2 separate regions of the Rattus norvegicus genome follow, and region 2 is linked to region 1. A link is a contact called in public Hi-C data. All regions are on one chromosome and are shown on one strand. Each heading gives the region's core, a stretch centred on a gene start, on an enhancer-like site or on the middle of the called end of the contact. The rest is flanking DNA. Distances are from core to core; before and after follow the strand shown.

Region 1 (4,461 bases), core at 1,418-3,917:
CCTGTGCTCTGGTGTGTGGCGTGGCCACGGCTCTCTAGGTTAGGGCTCTGAGCTGGCTGCAGCATGCTCATGTGTTAGCTGAGTAGAGTTCACCGGCAGTCGCAGGCTGATACAGGGTTTTTTGTTTTTTGTTTTTTGTTTTTCTATTCCTTTGAGTATCAAAATGCCATCCAAAGAGTCCTGGTCGGGGAGGAAAACTAATAGAGCTACAGTTCACAAATCAAAGCAAGAGGGCCGTCAGCAAGATTTATTGATAGCAGCCTTGGGAATGAAACTGGGTTCTCAAAAGTCGTCTGTGACAATCTGGCAACCTCTGAAACTCTTTGCTTATTCGCAGTTGACATCACTTGTTAGAAGAGCAACTCTGAAAGAAAATGAACAAATTCCAAAATATGAGAAGGTTCACAATTTCAAGGTAAGAGCATTTGTTTCTAGCCTTTTCTTATGAGGACTGCTCAGTGCTTGGAATGTGCAATGTTCCAGGCTCATCCTTGACAAATTAAGGTGATTTGACTGAAATGTTCTTGCTATTCAAGGAAAGAACATGTTTAAATCCTGGTTTTATTTTATTTAAGGAGGAGCTGAATTGAGCTCATAGAAATCCAGCCCCATTTTCTCAGGTGCTGCGATAATGTTCTCCGGGATCACCGTGTGCACACTGCTGAGCTTAGCTGATGTTATAAAGGTCTCTAACATGAGTTTGGTCTTGCATGTATGTATCTGTTTTGCAATGTATCTACTTCTGTTGGTGATTTCAGGAAGGGATTAGGTCTTATCTGTCCAATTCTGGTCAGAGGCTTTGCTGTAGCAGGCATGTGTAGTTGAATCTGGAGTGAGCAGATGGTATGCATTTCCCATAGTTTCTGTCTTCTCTCCTTCTTCCGTTAATAAATTGACCACAATAAAAGGAAGATTGCTGCCCTGTGACCATAGAGGCTCTGACTGGCAGCTTCCCTATGTTTCTCTGTGGCGGCTTTCACCTTGCTTATATTGTTTTTAATTCTTGCTGTAATATGTTTTATGCAGTGTACCTGAATCTTCCTTTATGGAGATTATATATATGTATATGTATGTTGGCCTGAGATGTATCTAGATCTAACCTATACTTACTGTGTGATGTAAGGCCTTGAAGTTGTGCCCTTTACATGCTAAATCAGGGATGTGGAACTTGAAGCCATGTGTAAGGAGACCCAATCACCCTGAGCAGGCAGCTGAGCCAGCATTTCTATAGCACCTTCCCGATAGTACAAAAGTTCCTATAAAAGTTGTCTAAAGACTCAAGAATCTTGAGTTTACACAGAATATTATTAATGCTGATATTAGAATGGGAATATTTGATTGCAAAAAAGGTATTAGATCTGGAAATTTGGTTTTTTTATGTTAATTTATTTAACATTTATTCAGCATATAGAATGCACCAGACTCTCTACTAAGGGACTTAATCCCAGATTTATAATTCATCCTGACTTTGAACACTAGCATTTATTTTACTCATGCTAAAAAACAAAACAACAAGCAAACAAACATGCCTCTGTGTACTCCGTGTTTTCTGTAGTGAGGAATAGATCGCAGTCTTCATACTGTTTGGGGGTTAATGATGTGAACCTTACTTTTCAATCAATATTTTGCTTTAATATGGAATTGAGACAGTTCAACGAATCAAAAATTGGCAGAAAATGGAAATATGTACATCCAGTCTTAGCCACATCATCCACTTATAAACCAAAAATAAACAAAACAAATAAATACCTGAAGGCTGCTGAGTTTGAGTGATTTATAGCCTGGTCTTACAGGACTTTTACCAGGAAAATGGCCCATGAAATGTCTATGCATTTGAAGGGAAGAATCATCCACATATTCTAGAAATTCTGGGACTTCCAAAGTATCTTCAAAGAGGTGCATCTCACAGGCAAAGCCAGCCTATGAGATGATCCTGGCAGTGCTAAATCGGGGTCTGTAAATGCTTCTTACCTGTATTGGTTAGAAGTAAACGGGTCTGTTGAATAATTTGCATGAACAAGCATATACTTTCCCTTCTCCTGCAGATTATTTCTTTTAGGGTTTTTTTTCCACACAGCGTTATAAGAAGTAAACTCTGCGCATCCAGAAGTATTAGCTGTGTGACCCTCACCACCACAGCTGGAGACTGAGCCTAGACCCCTGAACAGCCAGGCAGACACTGTACCAGGGGCTCTACCCCAGCCTCAGCACACTTGTCTGTTTATTTGGGTTTTCTTCTGTTTTAAGCACATTGAAACATGGGAGACTTCTTTCTCTGGAGTTCACAGATAAAACCTAGCTGAGGCCTGTTCTTTAACTCTCCATGTCAAGAAGGGTTTTCTGTGGGACAGTGAAGCATTCTACACAGTGTTTAGAATCACTAATAAGGTCAGAAGTCTCAGAATTTGACTCCTCCTATTAAAAATAACTTATTTTTAAAATGTGCCTGTGGAGTAACATTTTCAAAAATGTTTTTAAAAAAAAGTAAGAAAGAAAAAAGAAGGGGTCCTACTTGATTTCAGAGAATATTCCTGAAAGAATTGCAGCCCTAGCAGGACCTCCCTCCATCAGATGCTGGCCTAGAAGGGCACTGCCTGTGGTCCTCATGTGCGGTCAGCTCTACTGTGGGAAAACTGGACTGTTTCCATGGTTGCCAGCCATGTGATCTGCCTGCAGCTTTCTTTCTCTCAGTGGAGTGTTTTCCAGTGACCTCAGGCCCCTCACCAAAGCCTCCTTTCAGTGTGCTTTTCTCTTCAGCCTCTTGAGCTGCTCGTTATGTAATGCTGCTTGGCGGTGTGCACAGCTGTCAAATCTCATTTTGGGGTGAATGCAAGAGCACCGGTTACCTTTGGTGGAAACACTCACCAAGGAGGAAGCCATTCGGAGCAGCTGGACCTGTGACTGGGGATTTGTAGGAGGAACATTTAAAAATGGATTCTGCTTTTATGTAACCTTTTCCTCTCCTCCCGACCCCTCCTCTCCCGCTCTTGTTCACTCCCCTCCCCTCTGCTGTTCTTGCATCAGAGAAAGGCTCCTGTATCTTAGGGAAGTTATCATTTTAGCAGTAAATATACCACATTCTGTAGAAGCTTGGTAAGATGTCAGTATAAATTTGAGCATAATTCCAAAAGAACTAGCAGAAGGAATTCTAGATATTTTTACCAAAATGTAAAATGAAGCAAATGTTTCAAGAGACATGTTTATCGTGATTTGAATATTAGAGATGTATACCCATGTAACATCACACAGTACCTCATAATTTTTAGTTTTTATTTATAATTACATATAAATTTATACATATATTAGGTACCATGTGATATTTCTAAATGTATATAAACTTTTGACATGAAACTTTCATTTAACTTTTATTTAACATGAAAATTGAATGTATTTCTAACTAATCAAATTCTTTGAAGAGTTACTCTATTCTGAGCTGATGAAATGGCTCTGTAGGTCCAGGAACTTCCTTGGCTCCTGGCTGAGGGTTTTATCTCTGGGATCTGCATGGTGGAAGTAGAGAACCATCTGTGTGCATGTCTCTATGCACCAGGAACACGCACTAAGTGAAGAGGGTTTTTATTGTAAAGAGCGTTACTCCGTCCTAATACCACATGTAGAAAACAAAACTTAAAAAAAAATCAAAAGGAACACAGAAGCAGTCAGCTGCCCCCGACCCTCCACTGTCATTGATTGCATCCGACTTCTGAGGCTCTGGGAAGGACTGGAGACTCAGCCTCTGTCCTTAGGCATTTGCTGGTGACACGGACCATTGCCTAATTGGCCTGAATGCTTAATCTCTCTAAGCCTCTCTTGTAGAGCAGAAAATTTAAGTTCCTGGTCTATGTAGGCACATGGACCACTATTTTTATTATGACATATTATCTCTAACTGGGTTTTTTTCTGGATTTATATCGATTGATTCATTTATATAAAAGAGTGATTCCTCCTAGCGTAGATCACAGTGTGGTAGAGAGTCTTGGATGATCCTAGGAGCTCCCATTCAACTCCCAGGTAGAGTGGGGTTTACATAAGAGCACTTGAATATTTTATGTACTACAGAGTACAATAAAGTCCTCCGTTTCCAAGAGAAGATGCAGGCAGTGGTTTCCAAAATGCAAATTGGTGATATAATTCAAATAGCACCATAACAGGAGGCTTCCATGATAAGGTTAATGATCAAGACCTCCTAAATGTACATGTAGTAGGCACCTGGCCAGCAGGCAGAGTGTCCTGCTGCTTGGCAACCAGAAAGGCAGCAGTGGTCACACTCCTGCTAAAGGGGTCTTTCCTTTCCCCCCGGGACACGCAGATCCGGGCCCTCTGCTCTTTCCGTTTGATACATATCGAGAGGAGTTTTGGTTTTGTTCTTTCACTGCACTGAAATTTTATGTTCAGTGACTGTGCCTCCTTGCTCCCTGTGTTGTACCCACTAAACGCCTCACCACTTTCTCCCCACTCTAA
Region 2 (4,837 bases), core at 1,251-3,750, 110 kb before region 1:
TGTCAGATTGTCAACACAGTTGCTTTTGTCAGCACAGCTGTCCAAGGTTGTGGTGAGATGACGATTGGATGCACACTGCTTTGTATCCCATAACACCCTCCTCGGACTGGAAGCAGAGGGCAGAGGGCAGTGTCTGCTCACTTGGTCATCCAGGCTGATGAGCTGTTGCTGTGTGTCCAGTGTTGCACTGGGAACAAAACCTTCAGGAGAGACTTTCCTACATGGGAGAGAAACTGGGGAAGCTTTCTGTGTAATAGTTCTCAGTTCCTTCAGCACTTTGCAGGCTGTTCAGAGTGGTGGCGTTGGGGTGGGGCATCCTCATTAAGTCTCCCTTTCAGACCTGGTGGGTTGCCATGTTCAGAGGGTATTCACAGACTAGTCCCTACTTAGAAATGGGCTGTCAGGATGTTTCCTTTTGTTGTTTTTTATTTTGTTTTTACTTTGATAGAGTCCCATGTTAAGCCTTAAACACTATGTCGTCCAGGGTGAATTAGAATTTATTATTTTTTTATTTTTTTAAGGTTTCTTTGAATTAGAATTTATAACCCTCCTGCTTCTATCTCCTGAGTTCTGTGTTTACAACTGTACCACTGTGCCCAGGTCCCTAAGTGTTTTCAGAAGAAAACAGGCAGTGGAGCACAAAGCTCACATAACTGCTTTCCAGGATATGCTAGAATAATTAAGCTGTGGTCCCTAAAGGAAGTCAACCCAGGAACTAGGGATGATGGTCCACATCTGTAGTTCTGGAGCTTGGGATGTGAAGCAGTGTGGCCTGGACTTCAGAGTCTTGCTCAGCTGCACAGTGAGTTCAAGGCCAGCAAATCTCACAGGAGACCATGTGAAAAAGCAGAGGGGAAAAGGGAGGGGGAAGGAGCTCGGTGGCTTACGGGACATTTCATGTACTACTTACAACATTTCAATTCATGGTGAAACTGCTGATGCAGTTGCCTTGGCTGCTGCTCTCCATATTGTTTTGTGCTGTTACTGTTTGGTAGTTGGATGTCGTTTGTTAACTCCTCAGGGTCCCAGAGATGCTCATGGTAACAGTCTACATAGTTAAAGAAGAGAGTCTTTATCCCACCACTTGGGAGGCAGAGGAAGGCAGGTCTCTGAGTTAAGAGGCCAGCCTGATCTACAAGTGAGTTTCAGACACCAGGGCCACACAATCAGAGGAAGGAAAAGAAAAGAGAACCTTTAAAAAAACAAAATTTAGCAATTTTTCTTCATTGTGTGTTTAAAAGTTACTCCTGGACCTTGGAGTTATATTCCTTGATAAAAACCAGGTCCTCTAGTCTTGTCACTTTATTCTTTCAATTGAAGTCATATGGATACATTGCCTCAAACAGACAAGAAAAAAGAGCAAGATGGACCAAAAATAGGATAATAGAAAGGAGGATGCAGGCGCTGCTGGTGTAGGGCACTCATTGTTGAGGCCTCATGTGAGTTTCCAGAGATGGAGGTGGTGATCTTGAGGGCCCTGCCTTGCTTCCCCTGCTGCTTTCCTAGGTCTGTCCAGACAGGGGAGCTCTGAGCTCTTGCTCTCGCTAGTCTCCCTGTTTCCACCCCTCCTTCCCATCTCCACACATGCACACGCGCACATGCTCCAGCTTCCAGACGGAGTAAGAAAGCAGTGTCTGTACTCAGTCTCCAGACCTTGTTTCTTTGAGGTGTGGCCACACACACAATGCTATGTGACCTCATCTTCTAATCAAGACAGGCATTTGAAATTCTTCTACATTTTTAAGAAATAATTTTAAATTAAAAATTATAAGATTTCAGCAGATAACACCTAGCATTTTCTAATTTTATAGTAAAATGTTTCATTATCAGATTAGGAAGGAAAATTAATGCATTTTCAGTGAAGTGATATTAGATAACAAAAAGAAATATGCCCTAAAAATTTCATCTTCGTTTTCTCATATATTTTAGGATACATTGAGCTCCAGGGATCCTTACCAGTTCTGGGGTTACAGACACATGGGACTATGCCTGATTTTTATGTGGTTGTTAGTTATCTGAACTTAGGTACTCATGCTTGGGTGACAGGCACTTTACCAGTTCCCATCTCCCTGTCCAGCTCTTTTTAGCTGACATCTTTTACATGACAAGAAACCGTTATTTTGGGTGGTGCCAGTGATCAGACCTAGGGCCTGTTAGACAAGGTACAGGTTTTAAAGACTGAAGCAGGCTGTGGCGATACTGCTGAGCTGCATGGTCTTCAAACTGAAGACCATGTGTGCAGTGGGTGGACTTCATTCATCGTTGTGAGAAAAGGGAGCGTGCGCGCTCCCTCTCTCTCTCTCTCTCTCTCTCTTTCTCTCTCTCCGTCCCTCCCTCCCTCCCTCTGTGTGTGTGTGTGTAGCGTTGCTATGTTGTATAATATCTTTTTTATGGAGCCTCATGACTCGAGGCAAGCACCTTACATTGCAACTGAGCCGAGACCTCCAGATCACCTGAATTGTCATGAACTTCTGCTTATCAGACATGTGCACAAAGCTTATGGACTTATGGGTGTATCTGTTCATTAATTGCACTGTATTTTAGATTTTTGATAACTTCTTTTGGTTTGGGTTTTGTGGAAAGCACCTTCTCCCATTTTACTGTTTGTTTGTTTATTGAGACATGGTGTTCTGTAACTTTGTTTGTTATATCATGAAACTGGGAGAATTATTCTAACTTCTCCAACTAGACGCTTTTGAAACTCCATTCGATATATGGCAGTCTCAACCTCCATTTTCCAGACTAGCTCCTGCAGGTAAGAGACAGATGTTGTGATGTGACTAGAAACATCCCAGGTTCTTTAGAAGGAAGGATCTTAGTCACAAATGTGCTGGGTATGCTAGTGCATAGCTGTAATCCCAGCTGGGTCACTGAGGCTGAGGCCAGCCTGGGCTACGTAAGAAGTTCCAGGAAAGCCTGGGATGAAGTGCAAGCCTGCCTCAGCTCTCTACTCACACAAACACAGTTTATTGTAGGCACTGACCTGAGGTCCTGGCAGAGTTACTCTTTTTATTTAAATTACAATAACAGTTTGTTTATTTGGAATCTTGTAAACATTTGTAAAGATTGGCTCTGAGACTCAGAACAGTTTCTAGGATGCCCACAAGATGGCACTTGCCACCCTGTGTCCTCTTTCCCTTCAGTTTAAGGAGAGTCAACAAAATGTACAAAGTTTGAGTCTTAAATTTAGTACTTGGAAATGTGTTCATTTTTAGAGAGGAGCTGGTTCTTCTGTTGAAGATGTTAAGGTTATTTTGAAAGCTGTAAACTAGAAAGGGCTGCCTCCATTCATTGTATTTGCCCTTTAAGTGCCTTAAAAAGAAAATAGGGGCTGGGGATTTAGCTCAGTGGTAGAGCGCTTACCTAGGAAGCGCAAGGCCCTGGGTTCGGTCCCCAGCTCCGAAAAAAAGAACCAAAAAAAAAGAAAAAAAAGAAAAAAGAAAATAGAGGTTTATTTTATTACCTATGTACTGTATATAATGAAATGGAAGATATTTACAAACATACACACACATCACATGCACATTATCAATGGAATATATTATATTCTAGAGCCACTCAAAGTTTAATATATCAATAATAGTCCTTACTATAATGTCGTCTCCATAGGAGCCACACTGCCACCTCATTTCCTTATGAAAAGGCACTGTCTTCCTCTTCATGACAGTGTCTTCAGTTAACCCAGTCCAGTGAGGAGCCAGGGCACAAGTCTATAGATAGAACCTTTTGGACCACAGAGGAAACAGGACTGGCCAAAAATGGGTCTGGATGGACAGACTTGAGTGGCCATTGATAATCTACATATATTTCATATAAACCATTTTCTCTCTTCTATACTGTTTTATTTTAACTTTTCTTTATGAAATAGGGAGCATGAAGTACTCTAGCCACTATCTATTATAAAGAAATTTTAATTTATTGATACTTCTGATAGAATCCTGTTGGCACCACAGGTAAAAGTGCCCTTTTGTAAGAAAGCATGGGAGATGAGGATAGTCTAGTTTTTAGCAATCTTCAAATAATGGCATTTACAAGAACACTGGCCACTGGGCGGAGAGATGGCTCAGAGGTTAAGAGCACTGTCTGCTCTTCCAAGAGGTCCTGAGTTCAGTTTCCAGCAACCACATGGGGGCTCACAACCATCTATAATCAGGTCTGGTGCCCTCTTCTGGCCTGCAGGCATACATGCAGGCAGAAAGCTGTATGATGTATACATAAAAACAAAACAAAACAAAACAAAACAAACCACTGGCCACTAGCAATTGTTTCAGATAATTGTGTAATTTTTATATTTAAAGGCAAGAAAGAATTTGGAATATAATATGGAACTATTCTAGTTTTAGTACTTATCAATTCCTAATTCTTTTTTTCTTTTTTTTTTTCCTGGTCATAAAAGATATTTTATTAAGTTTAAAAAAAAATACTTGGTTTCCCAACTGTAATTTCAGTGGACACACAAAGAACACTGTGGTCTGGTTAGCTGTGTTTAAAATGCAGACACCTGAACGCCGTTACAGTGAAGGAACCAAGGGGTTGGTGTCAGTAACAGATGCTCCATGAGGCCCACCTTATTCCAATCTACATTTAACACTGCTCTAGTAGTTTCGTGTTGTCACAGCAACAAGACACCTAGCAAAGGCACCTCAAGGAAAACAGACTTTATTTTGTCTCATGTTGCAGCCATGAAGGCTGTCAAGTCACGGAAGGCATGGCGGCAGGAGTTGGCGTCACATCCCATCCACAGACAGGAAGCGAGGGAAAGTGATGGTTGGCACTCAGCTCACTTTCTCCGTTTTATCCACATGGGATTACAGCCCATGAAATGGCTCTGGCCACC

The links. A called contact is a pair of places that touch in the nucleus more often than the background predicts.
Region 2: a contact with region 1 is called in a Hi-C map of frontal cortex, with 3 times the contacts expected there. The contact joins two enhancer-like sites. A contact is called at or near these places in 2 of 12 Hi-C or Micro-C datasets (frontal cortex and prefrontal cortex).

The regions. Positions count from the first base shown.
Region 1 is chr3:78,955,962-78,960,422 of GRCr8, reverse strand. Chn1 (chimerin 1) reads left to right here. Exons shown (of 13, transcript NM_001399177.1): 7 at 338-415. Among named protein-coding and RNA genes, the nearest start is that of Serpinb8l1, 49 kb to the right of the region's middle. Within about 2 kb of position 2,667, at least 44 of the 93 cell types and tissues checked have an H3K27ac peak or open chromatin away from gene starts, as enhancers often do.
Region 2 is chr3:79,063,749-79,068,585 of GRCr8, reverse strand. The region is part of intron 1 of Chn1 (chimerin 1); the gene reads left to right. Among named protein-coding and RNA genes, the nearest start is that of Chn1, 18 kb to the left of the region's middle. Within about 2 kb of position 2,500, at least 31 of the 93 cell types and tissues checked have an H3K27ac peak or open chromatin away from gene starts, as enhancers often do.